2 separate regions of the Mus musculus genome follow, and region 1 is linked to region 2. The links are chromatin contacts, called in public HiChIP or PLAC-seq maps. All regions are on one chromosome and are shown on one strand. The core of a region is the stretch at or near the end of the contact, and the rest is flanking DNA. Distances in the headings are between cores, read along the strand shown.

Region 1 (6,610 bases), core at 3,408-5,907, 110 kb after region 2:
TGCTACAGCCCTGGATTCTCTGTTAGCACAGGCTTCGTGGAGGGACGTGCAGGGACTAGGAAGGCTGCACGTTGCAAACAGTACGTTCCAAAGCTGGCCTCTGAATCGTTTCTTTGGAAACCCTAAATGTTTAAAAAAATTAAGAAGAAAAAAATAATAAAAGAAAAAACAACAGAAACAGAGATAGACATGATGAGGCAACCTGACTCTTCTAACCGTCCAATCTCTACTTACCTCATGTGCAAGTCAGACTCCCCTCTTCTACGTAAAAACTGGGCAATAGTCACACATTCACAGCCAACCGAGGGAAAGGGATTACTGAATTTCATTTCTCACTCTCCTTCTTCCCCATCTCCACTAGTCTCTAAAGTAGAAGAGGATAAGAGACCATTGGCCATTCCCTAGGTATTCAGATTAAGGCTTTTCAACACTTTCCAGCGTTTCTGAGGCTTAGGTGGAACACAGACTCCTTATAAGCAATTATGAATAGTTCATCTCTTCAACATAGGAAATATGAAGGAAAATGTCTCAACAGAGAACAAAGAAGGGAGACCTCTAGCAATCACATCCACCCCTACCAAGGCAGGGCATATGTTGCAAACTGAGCATTTCAAAACAAAATTCACGCAGCACCATGACGCTTCTTTTTCTTTTTCTTTCCCCTTGGTTCCAATGACCTTATTCACCCAAGTCTTTATTAGGCACGCTAATCAAAAGTGAGTAAAAACATTTCTGGCAACCTGTATCATTTCTTTCCCCCTCAGAAATGGCCCGCGGTGGTGGTACAATGTGAAACTAACAAATCCCAAATGTAGGTATGCAGAAGGAGGTACAGGGGCCAAGGAGGGCCTGGAGCCTTTACATCTGGATTAAGACCTGGATAGCTTGGTTGGCTATTTGGAATGTCTTTATTTCCTTTTCAAAAAGAGGCCAGGAGCTGTATGAAATGCTTATCTCGGGCATGTCAGAATCCTCTAACCATGTTGGCAAAGGATGTGGGTGAAGTCAGCTGAAGGTTCTGGCAGGTATAAAGGAGGGGGATAAGGGGTAGAATGTATTTTCTCACCATGGGACGATCTGCACTCCTCTAGTATCTAAGAAATCACTTTAGATCAAGCCTAGATGGAACTCGTCTGGGTCACTCCCCATGAAAAACTCAGCATCTCAGCTATATATGGATAGAACCAAACCAGTTCAGCAATTTCTATTAGGACCAACACTGGAGAAGGCTGGCTAAGAAAGGAGTCTCTAGAAGAGTCTACTTGGGACTTGGGGATAGAGTTGTGGATCATTTTTAACAGGTTACACCCACCTTTGAGTGAGAAGTCATTTGAAAAAGTCCCATTTGGATGTCCCAGGAAAGGTTTTGAAGAACTATGATGAAGGCAGTCAATCCCTATGAAATTTAATTTATAGTTTAATTCATAGGAAGCAGACTGAACCAGAGCACAGCTCACACATGGAGTTTCAAGGGACAAGTATTATGTCCAGGAGTTCTTAAATCTTGGTTCACAGTGAAAACTCTTCTCTTCCGCCTTCATAAATCAAAGCCATTTTTAATACAGACTGAACATATTTAACCCCAAAAAACTAAAGCCCCAAACTGACATGCTTCCACAAAAGAAAAATTCTACACCTGGCTTCCATGATAGACTATGTCTAGAAGATAAAAATATTGTTTAAAATTAACTTCAGCTTTTGTGGAAAAGTGTATATGAAACAGAAATGAATTTCATGTTTACTTGGGATTCCATTACCAGATTTGGTTTTATAAAATTTATTTTTATGAATTCTTGAGAATTTCAAACATTTTTTCATCGGTGCTCCACTAAGTCTTCCTAGATCTATGCCTCCTTCCCTACCCACTCAACTTTGCGGGTTCCCCCGGATAAAGGTTAATTTGGCTATCCAGATATTCTTGGGTGTGTGTCCTCCCACTGGAGTTTGGTTAAGTTGCAGGGATTGCAGGGATTACACTCTTAGAAGAAACTAACCCTCCGTTATCCTAGCAGCAGACAATCGCCAATACTTTCTCACTAGGAGTAGGGCTCTTCCCTTCCCTCTTCGTGCTGGAATTTGGTTGGGTTTAGCTTGCACAAGTCTTGTGCTTGCTGTGAGTTCATAGGTGCAGAGGCCCCACTATATGGTGAAGATAATGTTACCTCATAGTCATTTACAACCTCTGGCTCCTACATTCTTTCTGTCCATTCTTCTACAATTATCTTCCAAGCCTATGAAGGAAAGTGTATGGTATATGCCCTATTTAAGGAAGAGCATCCTTCAGCCTTTTCTATGAACCTTTGTATTATTGCCATATATTGCAAATGGAAGCTTCTCTGGCAAGCAATAAGAGATATATTAATCTATGAGTATAACAATATGTCCTTGGAACTTGGCTTAATACTATGTTCATTTAGCAGAATAATGGCACAAGGTCCCATCTGTCTGATCTGTGTAGTCATAGGTTCTTGGCTTGCTAATATACCAGGTATGGAGCAGGCCTTATTTCTAGTCAGAAAGTGGTTGGTTACTCCCATAACATTTATGCCACCATTGCACTGGGTAGCATGCCTTACCAGCCAGTCTTGATTGTAGCACACAGACTTCACAGCTGACTAAAGCTGATGATTACTCTCTCCTCAGGTTGTGTATGAAGCACGCCCAAGAACTAGGGAAGTTAGCCAGTCAAGTTAGAGCCTCCAAGTCAGTGGCAGCTTCATTGTCCCCAAGTATCTGTGATCTAACTCTATGGTGTCTTTAGTAACCGTCATGTTTTGTAAGGTGACCAAGAGCCTTGCAATAGCCTGGGGATGTTTAGGGGCATGGCCTTTATATATATATATATATATATATATATATATATATATATATATATATATATTCAAAATCAAAAAAGAGGATTCCTATTTCCAGTAATCTTGGATAATGGATGCTCAACTTAAACTGAATATATGGAGAAAAAAAATCGTGTCCCAATTTTACAAAAGACTGTGTAAAATGGTAGTAAGAGAAGCAGGGTGTTTGTTTGATTATTTGTTTGTTTGTTTGTTTTGCTTTGTTTTTTTTTTTTGTAAAATTTACTTTAATATAGTAGTTCATATCACCTAAATAGCACCCTATAGTGCACTTGACATTGAGAAAGCATCTGAAGTCAGACATTTATTGTATGAAGTCAAAGGCAAGAGGAAGGGCTCGTGGTTAGGAGCAAAGGTGAGGGACATGGGGGGTGGTGTGTGTGCCATGAACAGAATCAGAAGAATGCAGACAAAATAGTCACCAGGAAGTCATGAGTATAGGACAGAGAAAGGCTTAGAAGTCACAGTTGTGCATATTGGGGTCAGAGAGGAGCCTGCATTGCCCACCCCTCCTGGTAACTATAGCAACTGTCCTGAAACTGAGACTAATGGAGCAAACACAGCAGAGAACAGACAGAAGCTCAAGATGGGTGAAGTATTCCCAAGATGTCCAAACTCTGAAATGTGAGTTTAGGTCTAGATACATTCCATCTTCAAGTCCTGAACAGTCAGGATTTATTGAAATAATTTCATTTTAATTGTTAATTTTTAATTACATTTTAATTTTCAGTATAGGATCAAAGAATGCTACAAAGAAATATCCACTGAGGTTTCATGGAAACCTTACCCACCCCCACCCCCCACACCAGGGATTCTGGATGGGATTTTTTTTTTCTGTAAACAAATGACTTCATTTCTGGGTCTTTATAGAGAACATTAGGAATGCATGAGGAGACTGAGAGATGAACACATATTTTTATGATGTTTTCAAAAGTAGTGGAAAGATCATTTCTGAAACCTATTATTCGATAAGTTTGTGGTGGGTTTCTTAGTAAATTCTTAAAATGGTTTTTCTGTTTGGCCTCCTTTTGCAACGCTGGGCATCAGTCCCCAGGTTATATGCTAGGAAGAGCTTTAACCCTTAGCCATATCGCTTGCCCTTGGTTATTTGAGAGAGTGTCTTACTATGTAACACAGAATGGCCTCCAATTCTCAATCCACTTACCAGAATGAGCAAGCTGGAATACCTATTTATTTATGTCTTTGGGAGAATTTCTTGTTTTTAAAATAATTAAATTGATTTTTAAGTTAACATAATAAAACTAATGGGCTTCACCATGACATTTCAGTGTGGCTATGTCATAATATTTCATTTGATTTCATTTCCTTCCCTGTCCGTACTCTGGCGGTTTCTCTCCTGGCCCCCCAAAATGCTCTGCTCATTTTTGCTTCCTGTCACCTGTATTCTACTGCCTTGAAATGGAATTTCTTAAGTGATAAATACAACTGACTTGGGCCGGTTCTACATCTGGGTTGCCTCAGGCTGTTTGAAAGTTTCCTCCATTGAGCATCTGTTGACAAATTGGTTTTAACTGTAGTTGAGTTTCTGAGCTAATAGCCTGTACCATGAGGTTAATGAATTGGAATCAGAACAGAAGGTGTTCCTTGTTGTTGGAAGACGAGAGCAAACCTACCAAGACGGATTGCAATTCTTTTAAAAGACTTGTACTGTGGAAGTTCAGGATGAGAAAAATGTGTTTTTAATAGCAATAATTGTGAAAAAGACTGGAATTCTAGTCGACAACTCAGTATGATTCATACGTGGGAAAACACAGGCTAAGTTGGGATGGAATGTGTTTATCACAAGAAAGGATAGAGCCCCACCCCACCCCTGTGTACTGTCAAGTCTACCTGGTGAGTTCGGAATCAGCTTTGTTCCCAATTTTCAGTAGGCACTGGCAAACCATTAGTCATTCATACAAAGATGAGATTATTGGCGGGGGGTGGGGGGGTGGGGGTGGGGGCAGTTTTAAAAAAGGAATGCTGGGACTTCTAGGTTGGTCAGCTTGTCATTCATATAGGAAAACCACGTGTGATCAGAGCTGTGGTTTTCATGAGACAGCAGATATCATTGTAAATTAATTGAAGGAAAATGCATATTAGGCACAAGGGTCAAAGATCACCTTTCAGTCAGTTAATTGATGTGAGTGTTTGAAATATGAGGAGGAAATAGGAAAGGGCAATACAGAGTTGGTACAGAAAGTTTCTAGTTTAATGAAGCAAATAGGCAGTATTTATGGTGTGTGTTAATTTCCAGGAATCCATTTCTCTCTGCTGCATGCCTTCTTAACTGAAAGAAGCCAAGTAACACTTGTCTGTGTAAATCTCTAGGGGAACCAGGTCAGTACAGTACTCAGAATACCAATGCTCTCAAAGCCCTAAAATTGAATTACTTATTGTATTTGGCCAGAAAAGATTTTTTGGCCAATGTGAGAGCCCTTGAGAGATACTCACCTCACATGGATAAAAATGTGCATAAAAGAATGAAAAGAAACACTAAAGAGGCACAAAGACAGCTGGACTAGGATGGAATGGCATAGAGATTTGAACTGATGGAACGGCCTGCAGGTCAAATGCTTTAGAGAACCGTCCTTGAGACAAACATGATGGCCTGAGTGGAAGAGGGGAGACCTATCTTTCAAGCAAGATGACTGTTGTGCCAAGAGACAACACAGGAGTTGTCAGAAGCCAAGTGGCAGACTAATTTAAAATAAATGGTGCAGAGATGGGTTGTAAGGTGAAACAAAGGAAGGTTTTAGTGGGGCAAGCAGGAGGTTTAAGGAACACAAGGGCACGGAAGAGACACCTAAACACAAGGGCACCCTTGCTTTGTTATTTTAAAAAAGTATTTTTATTTAGATTATTTTATTTATTTACATTCCAGTTGTTTTCCCCTTCAGTCCCCCTCCCGTAGGTTCTCATCCCAATCCTCCTCCCCCTTGCCTCCTAGAGAGTGCTCCCTTCCCCACCAGGCCTTCCCTGGGGTCTCAAGTAAACAGATCTCCAACTAAGGCCAGACCAGGCAGACCTCTGCTACATATGGGCCAGGGGCCTTGGACCAGCCAATGTTTGCTCCTGGTTGGTCACTCCGTCTCTGGAAGCTCTCTGGAGTCTGGGTTAGTTGAGATTGCTGGTCTTCCTATGGGGTCATTCTCCTTTTAAGCTCCTTCAATCTTCCCCCTAATTCAACCTTAGGGGTCCCCGACTTCAGTCCAATGATGAAGCAGTTTTGCTTTGAGCATTCTCCCTCCATTGGGAGGAATGAAAGTCAATAAGGAGCTCTGAGAAGGTATGTATAGGTACCAGAAGCTGAAGGGAAAATAAAGAGCTACTTCTAGATTCTATGACTCATACCATAAAAAAATAAATAAATAGAATAGCATAAAAATATATAGAAAAGTTTTAGTAAAGTCCAAGTGTGGCTTGTTTGTGGCTAGTCTCTTGCAATGATAGTGGACATGGGAAAGGAAGAACAGATGTGAAATGCACAGAAGAGTCTGGCCACACAGGGCTTGAGTGTTGGATGAGATAGAGGGACTGATGTTTGGGGATAGGCATGGGTGCATGCCTGTAATCCCAGCACTCCAGAGTTGGAGGCAGGAGGTTCATGAGTTTGGGGCTAGTATGGGCTGCAAAGCAAGACCCTGTTTCAGAAACCTGAAAATTGAAAGCGCATCTTGATTGTATTTTGTCCTCTGGTTATAGAAATTCTAGTGGAAAGTGCACATTTGGGTTGGATCTAGGCATCTTCTAAG
Region 2 (7,186 bases), core at 589-3,088:
GAAGCATTTACGCATGTAGCTCTTGTGTACAGAGTTCTTCCAGTATACTAGGTTACCTTTGAACAGGCAGGAAAAAAATCTTTTCTCTTCTTCCCTTTCCTTTATTGTTGACATACCAAAAAATGTTTCAGTATAGCATTTTTAAACAATTTACCTTTGTCACTTCTCCTTCCTGTCCCTTCTCTCTCCTCCTTCCCCATATTCTGTCTTCTACCCGAGTAGCACCTTTCTTCTTTCATAACACATCTACCCTTACCCTGACCCCTGCCCTTTCTTACTCCTCTTGATCCCATGATCTTCTACCTAGTTTTGTAGCGTATACCCATCCTTATGCCTTCTTATAAATACACACACAAACACTAAAAGTTAGGATCTGGATATGAGGATGAAGATGGTGATGTGCCTCCCCAGAATAGCACCTCCACTGCACGAAGTGAAACAAACATAAAAAACAAACAAACAAAAAACCAACAACAACAACAACAACAACACAAAAATAGAAACAAAAGAAAACAAAAACCTCTGTTCAGTAGTGCATCTAGGTACATGTTCTATAAGCTGAGCAGGAATCTTTGGGTAGTGTGAAAGCTAAGAAGGAGCCAGAGTAACTTTGAGAACCAGGAAGATAAAACCATGAACACAAGAATATGCTTAGCTACACATGATAGGGAAACCCAGGGGCTAAGTAAGATACAAAGAAAGAGTCAGCCATACTAGCTTAAGGCTAAAGTTTCACAAAATACTGTCAGGATGGTAGCAGTGGTGATATCTACACTATTTATCAGTAGATGACTTGACATAAACAGGCATGATGAGAATCCATTGGAGTTTTAGAACATTGTAAATGCCATGCTGATTCCACTTGCAGGAGAGTGTTCTCTTATAGGGAACTTCTCTGTTCTTGGGTGCCATCATATTTATCAGAAACAGAAGTTGTGAGAGAAATTGATGGGACTCTTAAGAATATAGACACTGAGTTCTTCAGACGCCCACGTCTTCAGTTTTTTCTTCTGTGCAGAGAATCCTAGCACTCTTAGTATTTGTGAATGTATTTAGATTTTGACTTCCTAGTATAGTCTGAAAAAAAGTCCTGTAGGGACCAATGTAAGTGCAGTTCTGTCTAGAATTAGAACATTGGCTAAACTCTCTCTACATACACGTCTCTTGCATCAGCTAGCAACAATGTGTGTTGATTAGGTTCCCACGAGGCAGGCCTGAGTTCATGCTGAGCATCCAGGGATGAACAAAACCACACTGACCTCTTCCTTCAGGAGACAAGGGCCAGTGAACATAATACCCATGTTTCAAGCCATCGATTTAATAATCAATTATTGATGCACCAAGTACTATGAAGACATTAGGACCTAAGATTATGTCTAGGTCCTTAAGGAATAAAAGACGAAGGTTTTGTAGAGGGACAGAAAGTATGAAGCTACCACCTTCAGACTGTCTATGTTAAATAAAAATGCAGTTTCAAAATATTTCGACTTAATAATTTAGAAGAAACCCATTTAGATGTCTCATCATCAAACAGGTCTGTTAGCACAGAAAGAATGAGATAGTGCCTCAGAGCCTTCGAAGGGAAGACTGACAGACCACAGATGAGCAGCCAGTATGTCATGTGTCACTGTAACATGGCGAGGTCCTTTGCCTTGACTTAAGGATGCCTCGAGTTGTATAAACGCTGGTGAGTGTTATAGTCTCGGAGTAAGCATTTCACTGGAAACAGTACAAGCTTAGTGTTTGGTAAGGCCTAAGGCTCTGGCAAGGAGAGATGTGTTCCTAAACATGCCACACTCACTGTTAGTGAGGAAGCACGTGTGAGAGCCAGTGTGTGATTTGTACTTTACCTCAGTATTGACTCATGAGACCTATGAGGCCGCTATATGTATTCTGTTATCTCATGGACTAGAAGTTAGTCCCAGGGTCATAATAAAAGAAGGGGGAGGCATATGCCAGCTGAGCAGTAATGGGAGGTATAGGCTAAATCTGAAAGAAACATTATTGGAATGTTTTCTATTTAGTATTTTTCTTTAATGATGTTAAGAAGGGCATCCTCTTGAGGAAACAAATGGCTTTTGCAGATGACACTGTAAAGGACACTAAAACACAAATTAGAAAAACACATATAAGCCTCAAGTATTTTCACTTAAAGGCTGATAACAGAATAAGATTCATCTTCGAAAAATGCAGACTAATAGTAACAATACATTTGGGAAAAGAAAAATAATCTACAATGCAGATACTCAGCCAGTGAGTAGGCGAGCTCTGGCTGGAATACCAAGCCAGCTACAGGGTGAACAATGTCTGTGTTTGCAATGTGATACTACAGCAAAGCAACCCAGAAGTCTGAGTGCGGCATCCATGGGCAATCCAGAGAAACAGCAGGAGGCTTTGACAGCAAGCAGAACAAGTCACTATTTCCCAGAATGGGTTTGTTGACATTTTCATAACTTTATGTTTGTAAATATCAACACCAAGTAGATAGATAAGTTCACATGTTTTACAGTGTAAAAGGAGATGCCACAGTTAGTACTAAAGAAGAAGACATGTTATTCTTCCTGACAGGGTATTTTAAAAACTGGCCAAATGTTTCATTGCGGAGTGATGACTAATGAGTAGAATACTGGCCATCAGGTTTCTTCCCTCCACTGTTCTCCAGGGACAAAGATGAAACCAGGAAACAAAGGAAGGAAGATGTCTAAAGATGGCTTACAAGTTGACTGTAACTGATAAATAGTTTATAAAATTGGCCAGAACCCTATAGAACCAGATCTTTCTTGGGAATTTGTAAATATCTTTGAGTATGTCTAGAGTGTTCATAAACTGATTCTCAAAACACATGCATCTATGAATGAATCCTTAGTAAATGTGCTGGATCATTTGTGGAGTATTATCACTATTCAACTGCTTTTCATAAGGATTCAACTATGTTTATTAATTTAATGAGTGATTTATAATTGCTATTTCTCCTGGTTGGAAAGATTATAGAAAATTGTTAGGGATTACTAACTGCTAACATTCATGCACCTTATAACCACAGTAAAGCTCTGGACCTCACATGGAAGGACAAGGCTACATTAATCATAACTGGACTCTAAGCTAAAGCAACTCTGGGCATTCCTTAGAATTTATCTTAACATAGACTTAAAAATGAAATGATCTCCTAAGGCACTATGTAAAATTAAGAACGCATAGTGTTATAATAAGTGTCATTTTTAAGGCTAGTGTACCTTTGAGAAATTTTAGTATTTTTGTTACTACTGTAAGACAAAAGTCTTGATTAGAACACAGTTCTGTTTTATTGGATCCTAGGTAATCTGGTGTTTAAATAACAAAATTTAGCTGTTAGGTCATCGGCTTTCTCATAAATGATCATAGTCCTTTCTCTTTTCCATGACAAACAGTGCTAAAGGTTTCTACTTGGCGGAGGAAATCCCCAGGTACTGGTACTTGTTATTAGATTTTTATTTATTTATTTATTTTTTGAAATCCACACAGGGAATTTTATTTTAAACTCTAAAGGTAAAAAGTAGATGTTAAGATTAACTTGTTTTGACAAGTCCGTTTACTTGTGGGAGTTTTAGGTACTCAGTTCAGTATCAGACATTGCACATAGAATTAGACATCATCCAGGCTCTGGGTTAGGCAGGAGAGATACAGAATGGTACTATATGACTACAATTCACACCCACCACACACAGCACAGTTAAAGAGGTCTGGACCAGGCATGGGACAAGGCACAAGGAAAGAACCAGGGAAGGAGTCCCTTGCAGAGGAAGGAGGTGGAGGCAGCCAATGGGAGAGGGATGTACAAAGAAAGAAAAGCTGAATTTTCATCCCATTAACAGTAGCTGTAACTAGAACAAAGATCATTATGTTATAGTGTTATTGGATCCAAATATTTTGTATGATTACATAGCAGATAACACAACATCCCACAGTGATAATCTCTGATGATACTCACGAGGTTCATAGTGATTAGATGATGGATAGGAGAGTGTTTTTAACCCCATTTTTATAGTTGGCATATGCCCTTTAATCACAGCTCTGGCATTTAAAATGCCGAAATCATAATTTCCTAATAAATACCTTCCTTCTCTCAAGTAACTCTTGACTCCTTAGCTATTTATTCATGCCATAACCTTTAAATATAAACAATATGAGCAAGTCTTACCTCAGCTCTCCCCTCTATCCCCTGATCTGCCTGTCTCTCTGTCTCTCTGTTTCTTCTTCTCTCTATCTCTGTCTCTCTCTCACACACACACAAGAGAATTCATATAGTGCCATATTAATTATAGAAAACAAATAAATTATGATGTGCTCAATATGAAATTTTAATTTTTATCAAAGCAAACAGAATGAGATGATCACTGTGAATGGATATGTAATTCTGGAATGAAGCATAGAAATGTCTTGTGGGATTATGGTCCCGATTTCACGAACAAATAAAAGTATGTTCTCTTCAGAAGGGATTTGGTAAGCTAAGCTACATGAAGTTTTGTTGTTGTTTTCAAATATCTATCTAGGCATTCTTATTGAAGCATGTAGGATGACGACTTTATAGAAATACCCTTACCTTATTATAGGTCAGTTCTTGTATATTGTTCTAGGTAGATCTTTCTCTAATTCCTCCAACCAAGGATTATCAGCAAAAGTAATCATAGTGTCCAAGGACTTTAGAAACATCAGTTGAACCATCTTGGTACATTTATTTTATATATATCAATGTATATATAATGTATATATGTTCTTTTTTTAAAGATTTATTTTTATAACTATGTATAAGTATGATAGGGTAAATGTGCCCATGACTGCAGTTGCCTGTAGAGGTTGGAAGAGGGCATCCGATTCTCTGGAGCTGGGACTGCAGCCACTTAAGCCTCCTGATGTGGCTGCCAGGAACTGAAATTGGGTCCTGTGCAAGAGCACTGTGCACTCTTAATAGCTGACCCATCTCTCCAGCCCTGTTGATGTTATTTTTAACGATCACAACTATACAGTACAAATATTCTCATGATAAGAGTTCTGGAACCGCTAGGACTTTTATTCCTTTATGCAATAAAAGAATTTTACGTATCACATTACTTGATACCTTTTTTTTTTCCTGTTGAGTTTGGCCAGAAAGTTAAAGAAATCACTTTTAAGGTAGTATAACTAGTAGATTTATTCATATAGTTAATGCCAAAATGATAGTGTTCTGTCCTATTTACTCTAGAGACAAAAGACATATATAAATATCCCTAGGTCATAAAATATTGGTAGAGCAAATTATGTTAGATGGGTGAGTTTATACCAGCTGTGATGAACTATGTGGCTATAGGTGTTGAACATTCAATTATGAATTTTTACCTCTAAGTATATTTACTTTGTAAAACTCTTCAGGACCTAGTTATTAGAACATGGTATTAGGTAAATCAACCCCAATCTAAAATGTTTTAGATACTAGATTAAAAAGCAGCATGAATAGTTTAGGACTTTTATGTCTAAGCATGACCCCACTGTAAGAACAAAATTATACCAAGAGTCTTGCATAGTTACAAGTAAATTGATAAGAACAAATAAAATATAACTTTTTACATAAGTTCAAATAGTCAACCATAAATGTAAAAAGTCCATGTCACTGTCTACTTCTGTACAAGAATAACTTTTAATTCCAAAAATATAATTTTCTTTTAATAGAGGTAGTTGGATGAGTGAAATTCCACCAATGAAATTCTACTCTGTTTCCTTCAGCAATATTAAAAATAAGGCTGAATTTGTAATGTGTTAGTGGGGGGATAAAAGAAATAGAGATGGTCATGTCCTTGTCACTAACCATGAGAGAATAAGAGCACCTTATTTTGTTTTTAAACGCTTCAACTTACAGTTTAGCAAACAGCTATGAAATGAGTAGAAACCCCAGTGCCTATACAACGAGTAAAAATCTCAGTGCGCATAAACAGTCAGATAGATAAAAGACCTTTTGCTAGCGAAGTAGGGAGAACCACAGAAGCTAATGTCAACTCCAGTGTTTTAACTCAGTGAGCCCAGCAATCAGGGTGATGCGGGATGAGAGCCCCACCCCCACCTTCCTGCCTTGCCGCCCCATCCAGTTCATAGTCTCTCTCTAGTTAAAGTTCAATAACTAAGCTTCTGAAGAGCGAAGAAAGCAGCAAAAAAAAAAAAAAAAAAAGTTCATAAACCGCCATTTGGTGGACTGGGTTTCTCAGTGTCCTGTCTTTCCTTTTGTGTGTTCAGCACCGGGTCATTTTTAGGACTCCATATCCCATGGGAGGAAAAAGTACCAAGCTGAAAGTTCAGTGTCTTGAGCGTTCGATTGCTTACCACATTTTTGCCCTCTAGGTGCCAACCTGGATTCACTGGAGCAAGATGTACTGAGAATGTGCCCATGAAAGTCCAAACCCAAGAAAGTATGTTCAAATAATCTGAAATCCGCTTTCTCCCCCAAACTACAGCAACAATCGCAACCACTTGGTGCTTTTACGGCTCAGCTGTAACTGATACCCTTTGTTCTAATTATGGCTTTTCCACTCAGGGCATAAACCCACTCACTGGAGTCTCAGTTGTGTGTCGTTCAGTTAGATCCCACAGTGAAAAGCTGGAAGAAAGGCCAGTCAGGCTGGCCTGTGATTCTGGGAATCATAGCAGTGAACCAAACCGAAATCGTTTTCTACCAATCTCTTCGACAAGAGGAATAAAACATCTATCACCTCTGTTTTGTGACTACTTTGGATTTAAAGCAGTCACGTAGAATCTGTCCAAATTTGTAAGTGCTGGGGAGATGTCGGAGTGCGAAAGCCACGGTTAGAATGCAGGGTTGGTTCCTGAGGGTGAACTCACCAAGTTCTGTCAGTGACACTACAGGAGCTCCTCTCTAGCATATATTCACCTCTTCTCTTTTTCTCTGTTTTTTCTACCATTGTTTTTTGTTTCTTCTCTCAGGTGCCCAAATGAGTTTACTGGTGATCGTTGCCAAAACTACGTAATGGCCAGCTTCTACAGTACGTCCACTCCCTTTCTGTCTCTGCCTGAATAGGAGCATGCTCAGTCGGTGCTGCTTTCTTGTTGCTACATCTCCCCTCAGAGTCACCTAGAGCTAGAGCCTTCTACCAGGTCTAATATTGACTGCCTCTGCCTGTCGCATGAGACCATTAACAAAGCCACTGTGTTACTTCTCTGTTTG

Evidence for each region. HiChIP or PLAC-seq counts read pairs in DNA pulled down with a chosen protein or histone mark.
Region 1: an H3K27ac HiChIP or PLAC-seq map of embryonic fibroblasts shows a contact between it and region 2, with 13 read pairs. The contact joins two enhancer-like sites. A contact is called at or near these places in 1 of 15 datasets of contacts at CTCF or cohesin (the NIH/3T3 cell line), 3 of 484 Hi-C or Micro-C datasets (embryonic fibroblasts, embryonic stem cells and nephron progenitors), 2 of 115 datasets of contacts at active chromatin or transcription factors (embryonic fibroblasts and embryonic stem cells) and 1 of 9 other capture datasets (adipose tissue).

Annotation. Positions count from the first base shown.
Region 1 is chr8:31,725,943-31,732,552 of GRCm38.p6, reverse strand. No RefSeq gene overlaps it. Among named protein-coding and RNA genes, the nearest start is that of Nrg1, 190 kb to the left of the region's middle. Within about 2 kb of position 4,657, at least 19 of the 459 cell types and tissues checked have an H3K27ac peak or open chromatin away from gene starts, as enhancers often do. A contact at or near this core is called in the NIH/3T3 cell line and embryonic fibroblasts, where this site is marked.
Region 2 is chr8:31,837,488-31,844,673 of GRCm38.p6, reverse strand. It overlaps Nrg1 (neuregulin 1), which reads left to right. Exons shown (of 10, transcript NM_001364423.1): 3 at 6,946-7,004. Among named protein-coding and RNA genes, the nearest start is that of Nrg1, 78 kb to the left of the region's middle. Within about 2 kb of position 1,838, at least 32 of the 459 cell types and tissues checked have an H3K27ac peak or open chromatin away from gene starts, as enhancers often do. A contact at or near this core is called in the NIH/3T3 cell line and embryonic fibroblasts, where this site is marked.